Linked DNA regions of Mus musculus: all the other regions are linked to region 1. Evidence: chromatin contacts called from public promoter capture Hi-C data. All regions are on one chromosome and are shown on one strand. Each heading gives the region's core, a stretch centred on a gene start, on an enhancer-like site or on the middle of the called end of the contact. The rest is flanking DNA. Distances are from core to core; before and after follow the strand shown. Region 1 has its middle 17 kb from the start of Foxo3. Region 2 holds the start of Zbtb24 (zinc finger and BTB domain containing 24). Region 3 overlaps Cep57l1 (centrosomal protein 57-like 1).

Region 1 (4,098 bases), core at 497-2,996:
CTACTACTGCTACTACAATCAGTGTGAATTCCAAAGTGGATATTTCTGAGTGTGTTAGCTTGTACCTGTAACCTCAACACTCAGGGGAGTGAATCCAGAGGATTACTGAGAGTTCAAGGCCAGCTTAGGCTACATGATAAAACCCTGTCAATACACATATACATACATATATACACACATACATATACATTATGCATAAACACATACAAATATATACATATATACACACATACATACACACATATACAAACATACATATACATACATACATGCATACACACATACATAATATATACATACAGGCAGACATATACACACATACATATATTACGCATACACATACAGACATAATATACACACACACACACACACACACACACACATATATATATATATATACATGCATAATACATAATACATACACATAATACACACTCCTACATGAGTATTGATATGTAGAGTGGTGGGCAGTGAACCCCAGCAAGTCACTGGGCTGCCACAGCACTGTTTTTCTCTTCCCTGCCTTCATCTCCTTGTCTTTAGAGCAAGCTCGTCCTCCCAGCCACAAGATGGCAGGAGAAGATCAGAAATTCAAGCATAGTCTCTGCCTCTGATGAAACCTATCACAGTGCCCTGGCACCTAGTTAGAAAATACTTTTCTTTTCTTTCCTTTTCTCTCCTTTCCTTTTCTCTCTTTTCCTTTTCTCTCCTTTCCTTTTTCTCTCTTTTCCTTTCCTTTCCTTTCCTTTCCTTTCCCTTCCCTTCCTCTTCCTTTCTTTCTTTCTTTCTTTCTTTCTTCCTTCCTTCCTTCCTTCCTTCCTCCCTCCCTCTCTTCCTTCCTTCCTTCCTTCCTTCCTTCCTCCCTCCCTCCCTCTCTTCCTTCCTTCCTTCCTTCCTTCCTTCCTTCCTTCCTTCCTTCCTTCCTTCCTTTCTTCTCTAGTTTTCTTGGTAACAAGGTGCAGGCTAATGCAATCACACTTCCCAGTGTGATCTTGAAAGCTGCCAACAAGAAATGGGCACTGCGATTCTGTGCTCTTCTCCCTCTCTGCCTACAAAGTTGGGGCCCTGTTGTGGTCAGCCACACCGTGATAAAACCAGTGAGACTGAGCCCAGCAGATATAAGTGTTTCTAGAAAAGGGATGTCATGTGCCATGCTGCCTGTACCCATCATCTGCCACACATGCAGGTGTCTTGGATTCTTACTAGCAATAGACCTTGGGATGTGTGCCAAACATGTTTGGAATCCCAATGTCATTCCTAGTATGGTAAGCTAGTGTCCCCAGCTGGGTTACAAACATTCAGACAAAGCCAACCCTTGGCAGGTGCCAGTCAATTAAAATACTCATTTCCCCATGAGAAACACTGGAACCCAGGAAGTGTGGTTGAGATCTGAGTGGTTTCCACTGAGCCAGGCCCTCTTGGCCTCTCCCTGTTAGCTGGAAACAAGGCAGGATTGACCTAGAGGGCCTCGAGTTGTGGGTAAATAGAAGAAGCACTCGTTCATCTGAGGGAACCTTCATGGCATTGTGTGAAAATGATGGCTCCTTCATCCTGGTCCATTGGAAAGAATTTACCCCTCCTGAGTACGTCTGAGTGTCCCCATCAGGGCAGGTTAAGGGTCCTGTTTTAGAGGTGACTCATTGTACTAGAAGTTGCTGAGAAGCAGCTGCCTCTGGCCAGTCAGCCAACCAGCTGTGTGTGGGTGGGTGTGTGGGCTCGGGTAAGGTCACCCTCCCCAACGCACTTGTACTGTGGTTTCTTGGTGTCTTGAGCAATGTAATGGAACTGTATGTTTGAGCCTTCCTCAGAGGTCTTTCTGTTCCCTTCTGCCCCTCCCAGAGCTTCCTGGGTAGTGGCCAAGAGGTAGAAAACCAAAGGAGTAAGGCTTACCAGGACGGACACTAGAGATAAGGAGGTCAAGTGCTCAGTTGTTCTGGGGGTCACAGTGCTCCAGGGGCAACTGTGGTGCTCTCTCCGGTGGAGCAGAAAAGCCTGGATAGCAGTCTGAGCTGTGTCTGTGAGAGAGGCTTCTGGAATGGTCATCTTGAGCAAGCCTGGTGGTTTACAAGAAAGGGACTTAAGAGCGAAAGTGGAGACTTGCCTCTGGTATAATGCTTTGGAGTGCGCAAGGCATGTTCTGAAAGCTGCAATCACATGCAGGCACCCGCCGCTGCTTGGCAGCACAGACTGGTGGCCCTGCTGTGTGGCTGAATGCACACAGACATAACCCCTATGTTGGCCATTTTGCAAAGATCCAGGGGAGAGGTGGGGGCAGTGGCACTTGGCAGCAGCAAGGGTAGGGAGCACACAGCTAAGGGGTTACTGATGATACCCAGAGAGAGACGGATGTCAGACAGCATCTCTGGATGCTTCCAACCATGATCACAGCGGCCAGCGGCACTGAAGATTGAGGCTAATAGATGTAGTTGCAAAGCAGACCAACCCACCCTAGGTAATTGCAGGGCTCACACAGGCAAAACAGCTGGTCAAGTGCTTGCTGAGAGCTCCACTGGCCGACCCCACTTCACCTCCCAAGGTGGTTCTGAAGGTTGAGGCTCTCAGGAAAACAAGACCCCGACCGTGAGACTCAATTCATCCCTGGGGTGAGTCACTATTCAATCTTTTAAGAGTTATGCTAGATTAGTATGGAGAAGTGGAACTGGTTATAAAACCCAGAAGACATGTTGGGGTCTTCATAAAAGCACATCTGCTTCCAAGGGGGGATTCTGCCAGGTGTGCTGGTACATGCCTCTAGTCTTAGAACGTGGCGAGTGGAAGCAGGAGATGTCAAGTTAAAGCCAGCCTGGCCTATATAGTGAGACCCTGTCTCCAAACATCAAAATACCTAAATAGAGACTAAGAAGGTTCTTTTCCTATCTGGCTCATTCTTTTTGGTGAGAGTGGGCATGCTTCAGTCAAGGGGGACAGAGGAGGCTGGTACCTGTACCTCTAAGGTGCGATTTCTTGCCAGCAGGAGGTGTTGGCAGTTTTTCCTTAGCTTTGTTTCTAATGAAAAGGGAACAGGGGATGTAAGAACCGAGAGACTTGTGGGGCTGTGGTGGCGCATGCCTTTAATCCCAGCACTCAGGAGGCAGAGGCAGGCGGATTTCTGAGTTCAAGGCCAGCCTGGTCTACAGAGTGAGTTCCAGGACAGCCAGGGCTACACAGAGAAACCCTGCCTTGAAAAACAAAAACAAAAAAACACGAGAGACTTGACAGTCAGATAGAGAAACTGTCCTTTGGGAAAAATTTCCAAGTCTTTTACATATGAGGGTCCGTTTTGGTGTTAAAGGGTGCCCAGTACGCCAACAACATTGCCATTTTACTTTGTATCCACTGAGAGAAGGAAACAACCCATAATCATAGCTATAAACGGAACCAATGGCATCTTAAATGCCTTCATGGGTGAACGAGATGTTTTTCGTCTCAGCTGATGTTGGAGGACAGCGGCAGACCTTTTGTGATGGCTGCCCTAAACCCAGACGGAGAGAGCGGACTTAACCGAATCCTTAAGAAGTCTATCCTTAAGCAGGCTGAAGAGATGGCTCAGCGGTTAAGAGCACTGGCTGCTCTTCCAGAGGCCCTGAGTTCAATTCCCAGCAACCACACATGGTGGCTCACAACCATCTGTAATGGGATCCTAATGCCCTCTTCTGGTGTGTCTGAAGATAGCTACAGTGTATTCGTATACATAAAATAAGTAAATAATTCTTTAAAAAAAAATGAAGTCTACCATCACAACAGGTCTCCTCCTGGTTCCCACCCTCTCGGATCTCCTCCTTTTCATCCCCCACCCTCTCACAACCTCCCACTGCTGCTTGGCAATAGCACCACAGGAGGCAACTGTTATCCTTATAGTAAGGTAGTGATGTCTTGGCCTTGAAACTTTTTTGTGTGTTTTTTTGTTTGTTGGTTTGTTTGTTTTTTGTTTGTTTTTGAAACTTTTCCTCCCCATAGTTGTCTCTGGAAGCTCAGTAACTGGGGTGGGGGCGGGGATAGTGGGTTCAGTGAGACAGACCAGCAACTGCTTTGAGTCGCCAGGCTGGGCAAAACTGAGAGATGAGCCCATCCCCTATCTTTGGACTTAAATCTTTTCTG
Region 2 (4,098 bases), core at 643-3,142, 840 kb after region 1:
CAGAGGGAGACCATCTCCTCATCTGCACACTGGAGATAGTACCTACTGTGAGGTGACAACGAGACCTAAACACAACACGAAGGCTTTATTGCCATGTCTACCATGTAGAAACAACACAACCGTCCCAACCACAATTCCAAACTCCCCAACCAATCGCACCACGTCTGGAAATCGAAGTTACCCGTGTGGCGTCTCTGGTGGATTGCTAAGAAGTGACTATATTTAAAGACTCTGTCGCAGTCTTTACACCGGGCCTCGGGACCGCTGGAGCGCTTTTTTCTTCCACATAGCCTCTTGGCAGTACTCTGGTCATCTTCATCTCCAAGAAGCTTGTAGTCTTTGAGCTTGACAGACCTGCGGATTCTCCGCCTGCTGCACCTACTCTGGCTCTCCTGTCCATCCCCAGCCTTGGGGTCAAAGTTCTCGTCCTTTTCAGCAGGCACCTCCTCCACGCTTCCTGGCTCACCAGCAGGCTCTGATTCCTTGTCTTCTGGAGTCTGCTCACTCAGCTTGACACTGTCTTCTTCTTTAAACACAAAGTTTTGTCTATTCTGAACTGAATTGTTCACTCTCAGCTGCAGCTCTCCCTCTGCAGCCAGTTCTGATCTCCCTTCCTGCAAACCATTGGCTTTTCTTGGTCTTCCCCGTTTCCGTTTCAGAGGATCGTTCTTCTTATTGGAAATAACCACCACTGGCGTCCCAGTGCAGTTCAAAGCTGGTGGCTTTGGGGCGCTATGGTTATCCTGGAAGTCTGCGTATGCCTTTACCAGGTCATAGACTTTTAAGAACTGAGCAGTAGCCAGGATCTGCTCTGTCGTTTTCTCACTGGCATGTAGATAACCTGTATAGATAAATTCCAGCAGGATGCCAAAGGTGTCTGCAACCATGCCTTCCAGCATGTAGATAGACTGGCCAATCTCGCCCTCTTCCGCAAACATCATTGAGAAATACTCGCTACTGGCGGCCAGCAAGGCTTTATGGGCTCGGAAATGCACATTCTCCACGATTAAAGTAATATCACAAAGAAAGCCCTTCTTCCTTTGATCCTCCAGACTGGCCAGCACAGTGTCACTGTGAGTGTCTGAGTGTACCATAAGCTGCCCACAAGGCTCCGGGGTTGTGTCTGCCATTTTCTCCAGAAGACTCTGAAGAGGCTTAAATCTGAAATAAAAAATCAATGTTTATTTAGGAAGAAGTATTGCCTAACTAGACTGTTCGTGTTCCAGCTGTCACAACCCAGTTTTTTTTTTTTTTTTTTTTTTTTTTTTACATTATCACCTTCTACACTCTACTTGGAAAGCCAAGCCTTGGGTTCCTCCCCTTGTTGCGGCTACCCTGCTGGATGCCTCTCCAGTACCCACATAACCTCTTACGGTGGGGAATTTCCTCTGGAAATTAGAGAACGGGTTCAAAAGTCTGTACGGCCCTCCGGTCCGTTAACTTTGTAATTAAACTTTCAAAGTGTGGCGGCACAAAGTTGGAGTTGGGGGTGTGCTGCCTCGATGCTACACACGGAATAGCTGTTTCGACTATAGGAACATATATGAGAAATATGGGAACGAACCCACGCAAGGGAGATCTACGGTGAAATAACGCGCGGATTCAGAGGCCCCGCTCTGAGCAGCGGCGCCCGGAGCTCCGTCCCAGGCCTGGGGCCTGAGTCCCGCGGACGTTCCGCGGCCCAAGGCCCCGGGCCGAACCAACCGGCCGCGGACCTACCTGTCAGGGCCGCCCCGCAGGGACTTGCTACGGTCAGCCCACCCGGCTGCCCAGAGGGCACTAACCGGGCCTGTCGCCGGTCCCCGCCCCCGCCACCACTACGCTGTAGCTCCGGACTCCCGGCGTCTGTCAACCCGGAAGCGCGCACAAGGGCCGTAGCATCACGTGACCCCGGAGCCCCGCCCCGAGGGCGGGCTTTGCTGTGGAATCCGGAAAGGGAGGGTCTGGTGCGGAAACCTGCCAATCTGCGGAAATTTACCTCCAGTTACCCCGCTGAGTTTCCTTTAGACCTCAGTAGACACCACATCCGCTGATTAGATGCTGAGCATAAAGACGGCGGTGGCTTCAATCAGCAGATATTTACCTCCTGAATGAATCCTCTTCCTCGCTTTCCTTCCCAAGTTACTCATCCTCAGCTCTGTGTTTATCCATAAAATGGAGGTGTTAACCTACCTGGTACGGTTAGAATGAGCTTAGTAAGTGCTTGGCTTGGCTAAAAAGACCGAAACGACCGCTGTTTTTATTTAGATTTATGGCACTTCTGAGAGACTATTGAGGGTTTCAGTTGTCTCAGGACAGTGTCGCTCCCTCTGAGACCTATGGGTATGGGAGAGTTCTCTAAATAAAAACCTGGGTAGGATCTGCTGTGGCTCTGTGTTCCGGACCAATGCTCCTAAGTCCCGCTCAGATTCGTTCCGGACCTACTCCAACTGTGCCAGCAGCTTCCGCTCAGCGTTTATGCATCGCGTGTACCTAATTATCTCTACTTTGTCCACTTCCAGATTATAAATTTGCCATCTATATTGCCCACAATTTGGAAACTAAAGATGGAATTACCAGCCGGACTCTTTCTTTCTTACTAGTTTTTATTAAAAGTGTAAGACCCCCAAAGCTGGGCCTCCGCTCAAGTCCCGGGATGAGCTGGCCAGCACCCCAGTGTCCCGAGAGAAAACCACACCTGATGCAAACTGCAAGAGGTTTTATTATCAGCTAGCTGAGGACGAAGTGTCTCCCTAAGTGTCTCCGCATTAGAGATCAGGGAAAACAAGCTTGGGGAACGTCTAGGGGCTTTACCTTCCAGGGAGAAACGCTCTAAGTTGGGGTCTCACAAAAGCAGCTCATACCACACAGGTATGAGCTCTGTGGTTTCCCCCTTATCTTTACAGAGTTATCTAGTGCACTCTATCCAGAGCTCCCTCGAAATCGGTCAGATATGTGGGCGTCCGAGTGGGATGCCAGGAGAGCTTTGCTTGACTTCTGCACTCCAGAAGGAACAAGGGTGGTTGTGGGATTGGGGATTTTGTTCAGTGATAGAGCACTGGGTTCTGGATTCTGCCCTCAGCACCGAGAGGAAAATAATAATAATAATGATAATGATAATAATGATAAAAAGACAGAAAGAACAAGGGTCAGTCTTTCAACTTTGCTTTCACATAGGTTTTTGTTTGGTTTTCTGCTGAAAGAATTGCAGTAAAAACAATGCAATAAAAACTCCACAGAGCCAAAACTAGATCAAATTTATCGAATAAGCTGCTATTTAAAGGAGAAACTGGTTATCGGTAAGAGTGTCACTCGGAGCTGGTCACCAGGAACCACTCTGAGGAAGACTGTCAGAAAAGGCTGGTTGGACAAGGCTGAGGTGGCCAAACCAAATGTGAGATGCTCACAGCTAGATGTAGGTTAATATTAGGTGAAGATGTAGGTTAATAAAATGAAAGCCAACAAGATTTAAAATGCTCAAAATATTTATTACTTTGAAATTTGAAGAATTTAAAATGTCAGCTCATAGCAAAAATCTAGAGTGTTGAAGATATTGATGATAATATTATTAGAGCATAGATTATACCCTTTTATGAGTAAGATTGCTAATAGAGGAAATAGTGAAATAAATGGGTTATCCAGAATTTTTCCTCCTTCTTTTCCATATCTAATTTCCATTATTCTACCCCTTCCCACCTGAAAGAGACAGAGACAGAGAGAGAGAGAGAGAGAGAGAGAGAGAGAGAGAGAGAGAAATCAACAGAGCCTCCTGTCTCCTGGCCTCTGGATGGATTGGGTCTGTGGAGAACTTGACCCAGGAGAAAGGAGAAGGCTTATCATTAGCTGGCAGATGACAGTTAGTGGAAGTCTTCTGTGGCAGTGAAGGTAACAGAACCTCTGTGAGATCTAGGATGGTTTGCTGATATCTGCTGAAGAAGCTGTAGTCCAAAGCCCATCATGACTTCTGGGACTTGAGAGGAACAAAAGGATAATCGTGCTGTTGGACAGTACCAGCACAGCTTTATAGCCACACCTTCTCTTCCTCCTCCCCACTTTCTCTTTGTCCTCCTCCTCCTCCTCCTCCTCCTCATCTTCCTCCTCGCTAGTCTGATAGTACTC
Region 3 (4,098 bases), core at 723-3,222, 540 kb after region 1:
TTAATGTTCTGACACTTCTTAGTCTATGGGTTGTTTACAGTATAATCTGTTTTCCTGGGAATGAGCTGTTTAGTGAATGGTCAATCATAGCATTTATTTAATTGAGGTAGAAGGAGAGCACATTTTATAATGTGCAGTAAGTGTGGAATTAGAGCAGGAAGGAGGCAGAAAAGCTTTGACCTGTAAATATCCCCAGCGTGCGACCAAAGAGGATTTGTCTGGAACAGCTGGTATCTTTAAAGGATTTTAAAACAATTTTCTCAAGCAATATACAAATTAGATAGAAATTTCTCTGGCAAAAATATGGGAAAATACTGTATAAAAACTTGTAGAATATTTTTTTAATAGCATGACTGAATTGGCACCAAAGTAAGAGAACAATATGACTGTCCAGATAATAAGAAAGTGCATCTGCACAGGGCAGGTGAGCCCTGTCTGCTGCTGAAGGTGTCTTCTGGTCCTTCGAGGCTCAGATCGTGGGCTTTAAGAGGAAGCTGCTTGCATGGCAAAGAGAAGCCTTATTCTTGGCTGAGTCAGAAGTTCAAACCTGACAGTATACAGAAAGGATGCCTAAAGTGTCAAACATTGCATGGATGGTTTATGAAAATAACCAGCTCTTGAGACCAACTTCAGACCCGCATGCACTCCCATGTTTATCCCTGGCTTTACAATGAGTACACCTGTAGCTGTAAAGGGTTGCACCACTTGGCTCCCAGTGGGTCGAATGCATGCAGGCGCGTACACACACACACACATACACCATCTAATTTTTGACATGTGTGACTAGCTCAAAGGCTGGGCACTCCTAAACCTTCCCTTAATAGCAAATGACCTCCTGCAGTATTCCTGAGACTCCTAAACTTCCGCCTGTCACCCTAATCCCCGAATTGGCCACTTTCCTGCATTCTTACATGGCTTGTTGGCTTTCTCTCCTGCAGCTCTTATGTCCCATCCTTCTCCCCCAAGTCTTCCTTCTCCTCCCTCCCCCACCTCTCGCCCTAGCCCATGCAAATCTAAGGGTCTTGCCCCATATCCCTTTGCCCAGCCATTGGCCGCTGGTATCTTTATTAATCGATCAAAAACCAATCGGGGACAAGGACCTTCAGCATTTGGACATGCAGATTCCCAATTTGAGGACCAGGTTATTTCAAAGCATTGGAACCAATCCCCAATATAGACCTGTCCTGAGAACTTCCCATCACAGCCCTTGCTGTGTCTGAATTTGTGCCCAGCCTCCCACCCCCACCCCCAAGGTCTCCACCTAAAAGTTTGTTTTAATGGGGTTTGGGTATTGCAGAGACCTATCGGGAATGAGCATAAATCACCTTTGCAGAAGAGTCTTTTTTGTGTGTGACGTAGGAAGTCAGAGCAAGGGCTTTCACATGGTAGGAAGCACTCCACCATTGAGCGACATTCCCAGAATGATTTAAACATGAACTTCAAAGAATTCCTCAGTTCTATGAAATTAATTGAAAACCAAGAATTCTACAATAAGGCTCACTGGTGGAGTACCAGTTAGGGATGTGCAAGGCCTGGCTGTAATGCAAAAAATGAAGACATATGAAATGGAAATTCCAAGATGCACTGTGATCACACCTGTAATCCCTGCTCTCCGGAGGCTGAGGAGGGAGGCTCTTAAGTTCATGATCTGGGTGCTTTGAGCAAGACCCACTCACAAAAACGAAATCGCTGACCATAAATTAACCAGCCACTGCAAACAGGTAGCAGACCCCACACATGACAGAGATTGAGTTCTCAAATTATCAAAGAAAAGTAAGTTTGTCGAGAGACTTTTCTGTAAGAATATGCTGCTAGCAAGCTACTTTTAGAATGACGGCTTTGCTTCTGTTTACCATTCCAGAGGACAGAGCCCACCAAGGTCGGGGGGGCAAGGCGGCTGGAGCTTGAGGCCCACCCAGCAGTTAGGAACAGGAAGTAGAACAGGAAGTGTGGCTAGGCGCTCCTCTCAAAGCCCGCCCCCAGTGATTACCTCCTAAAAGTTAGAGCATTCTTGGCTTGCTGGAGAGTGAGTGACTGAGACTCAAACTCAGCAACCTCTAAGAAAGTGAAGTCATGTCCAGTGAGATTAGAGAAAAACCGTCCTGTTCCGCCTGCCTCTGCAGGGAGTTTGGCTGCGCTTCCCACAGAGCTGACTCAGACGCTGAGGCAGGTGCTGGGCTTCAAGGAAGCAGAGACGCCACTCCCAGAGTGGAAGTGCAGGCTGAGGTATGAGAAGGCCGAAGCTGACTTCTGGGCCCCCGGAAATCAGGAACAAAGTATTGGGGGTCCACAGGGCCTCAATGGGGCTGGGACTGGGGGCACCCAAACTCATGGGCATCTGGGTGTCACTGAGTCTCGAGGAGTTGGGAACAGAGTCAGGGGCCTGCGGGCTGAGGACAGCATCTAGTCTGGGGTGGGGACCAAGGGGAGCTCTGGTTTAACTCAGCAGTGATTGTCCTTAGCTTTGTGGTGGTTGTGGCTTGAAGCGCAGAGAAGCCTTCTACAGGAGAATTAAGCGCGGTAGTCAAATGCCTTCTTCATGGCTCCCCACGGCAGATCTTGATGAAAGAGACAGTCCACTGTTCTAAGCTGTTTATTGACGACTGCTCATCGTGGAAAATGGATACATACCGTACCATGCCAACTTCTCGGGTGGACCCGAGATTAAATACCTTTTGCTGGGAGATAGAATGTCTGGAAAGGGAAGCTTATTGGCTAAACCCTCAGGGCCTGTAGGTACTTCATTAGCATGGAGAACTCTGTTCTGTGCCTACATGACCACAGATCAAGCTTCCTTATGTGTCGAGTGCGACTTGTATTCCAGGCCTGGAATCTGGCAGGGAGCGGTGGAGTTGCCTAAATCTCAGGTATATGTCCACCAGGTCTCTGGGTCTCAGACCCACTCTACCTTACCAAGCTTCTTGTCATGGTTTTACCATCCCACAGAGAAGCAATAGTCAAAATCAGTGACAGCTGGGACATTTCTCACACTGATGTAGGAAGGTTTTAGAAGATAAATAAATCCCAAATAGGGCTATGGAAAAAGAGAGTCACACCTAAACACACCATGACAGTTACTGCAAAGCTACAATAGTCCCCAGAGAGACAGCCAGCCAGCCATGCTGGGAAGGTGGAAGATAGAGAGAGCATCATAGTGCTTCCAACCCAGAACCAGACAGCAGCGTTACCTTTCTTCTTAAGACTGCTCAAGACTTACATTATTTTCCATTTGTATGTATGTGTGTATGTACAGGAATGTAGGTGGAGGCCATAGAGGCCAGAAGAACATAGCTGATCCCATGGACTTAGAGTTCCAGGGGGTTGGGAGCCATCTGATGTTTAAGTGCTGGGAACAGAACTCAGATCTTTTGCAGTACAGCAAGTGCTCTTAAAAGCTGAGCCATCTCTCCAGCTCCTGCACAATTAACTTTTAAAAGAATGTAAGAGAGATATTATGATGCAAAAATTAATAAAATTTGCCCTAATGCTAACTAATCTGGACTTTAAGATGCAGACTTTATGAAGGAGGAATGTAGATGCAGCAAGGAATGGTGAGGAGGCACGGTGGCTGGGCTTGGAGTGACAGGAAGCCGGCCCCGTCATGGAGGTGCAGTGTTCAGAGTATTCTTGGGACCAGCCACCACAGAAGGGAGGGAGGGAGGGAGGGAAGCAAGCAAGCAAGCAGGAAATGTGAATTTCAGAGTGGAGTGAAGTGTCAGGAAAGATTTCACAGGTCCCCCTGGGTTCTGGAGCTGAGGCTGTCCTTCAGGTACGTTATGTTAACGTTATGCTCATGTTATGTTGGAGCAAGAGGGGCCTGATACAGAGTCCCCAGAGCAGACAAGGCAACAATGGAAACAAATGCCATAAATGCCAAGTTGTTTAAGTGAAAAATGTATAAGTCCATTTATGTAAAGTTTAAAATCCATGAATACCAATACAGTAAAGGTGTGTGCCAGTGTACTACAGTGTTCCTTTAGCTATATGTATTGTATACAATTTTACTTTTATGTGTATGGGTTTGCCTGTGTGTATGTCTGTACACCATGTGTGTACCTGGTATCCTCAGAGGCCAGACGAGGGAGTCAGAGCCCTGGA

What was found. Promoter capture Hi-C pulls out the DNA fragments that hold promoters and counts their contacts.
Region 2: a contact with region 1 is called in a promoter capture Hi-C map of the HPC-7 cell line, with 5 times the contacts expected there. The contact joins the promoter of Zbtb24 here to the enhancer-like site in region 1. A contact is called at or near these places in 6 of 39 promoter capture datasets (the 3T3-L1 cell line, 3T3-L1-derived adipocytes, the HPC-7 cell line and 2 more), 1 of 484 Hi-C or Micro-C datasets (cortical neurons), 1 of 115 datasets of contacts at active chromatin or transcription factors (embryonic stem cells) and 1 of 9 other capture datasets (liver).
Region 3: a promoter capture Hi-C map of hematopoietic stem and progenitor cells shows a contact between it and region 1, with 3 times the contacts expected there. The contact joins two enhancer-like sites. A contact is called at or near these places in 8 of 39 promoter capture datasets (the 3T3-L1 cell line, 3T3-L1-derived adipocytes, the HPC-7 cell line and 3 more), 1 of 15 datasets of contacts at CTCF or cohesin (large pre-B cells) and 1 of 9 other capture datasets (liver).

What each region holds. Positions count from the first base shown.
Region 1 is chr10:42,291,694-42,295,791 of GRCm38.p6, reverse strand. No RefSeq gene overlaps it. Among named protein-coding and RNA genes, the nearest start is that of Foxo3, 17 kb to the right of the region's middle. Within about 2 kb of position 1,746, at least 46 of the 459 cell types and tissues checked have an H3K27ac peak or open chromatin away from gene starts, as enhancers often do. A contact at or near this core is called in the HPC-7 cell line and hematopoietic stem and progenitor cells, where this site is marked.
Region 2 is chr10:41,448,152-41,452,249 of GRCm38.p6, reverse strand. It overlaps Zbtb24 (zinc finger and BTB domain containing 24), which reads right to left and starts at 1,892. Exons shown (of 7, transcript NM_153398.3): 1 at 1,720-1,892; 2 at 182-1,161. The coding sequence starts at 1,130.
Region 3 is chr10:41,750,140-41,754,237 of GRCm38.p6, reverse strand. The region is part of intron 2 of Cep57l1 (centrosomal protein 57-like 1); the gene reads left to right. All of the region lies in intron 1 of BC048559 (cDNA sequence BC048559), which reads right to left. Among named protein-coding and RNA genes, the nearest start is that of BC048559, 5.5 kb to the right of the region's middle. Within about 2 kb of position 1,972, at least 76 of the 459 cell types and tissues checked have an H3K27ac peak or open chromatin away from gene starts, as enhancers often do. A contact at or near this core is called in hematopoietic stem and progenitor cells, where this site is marked.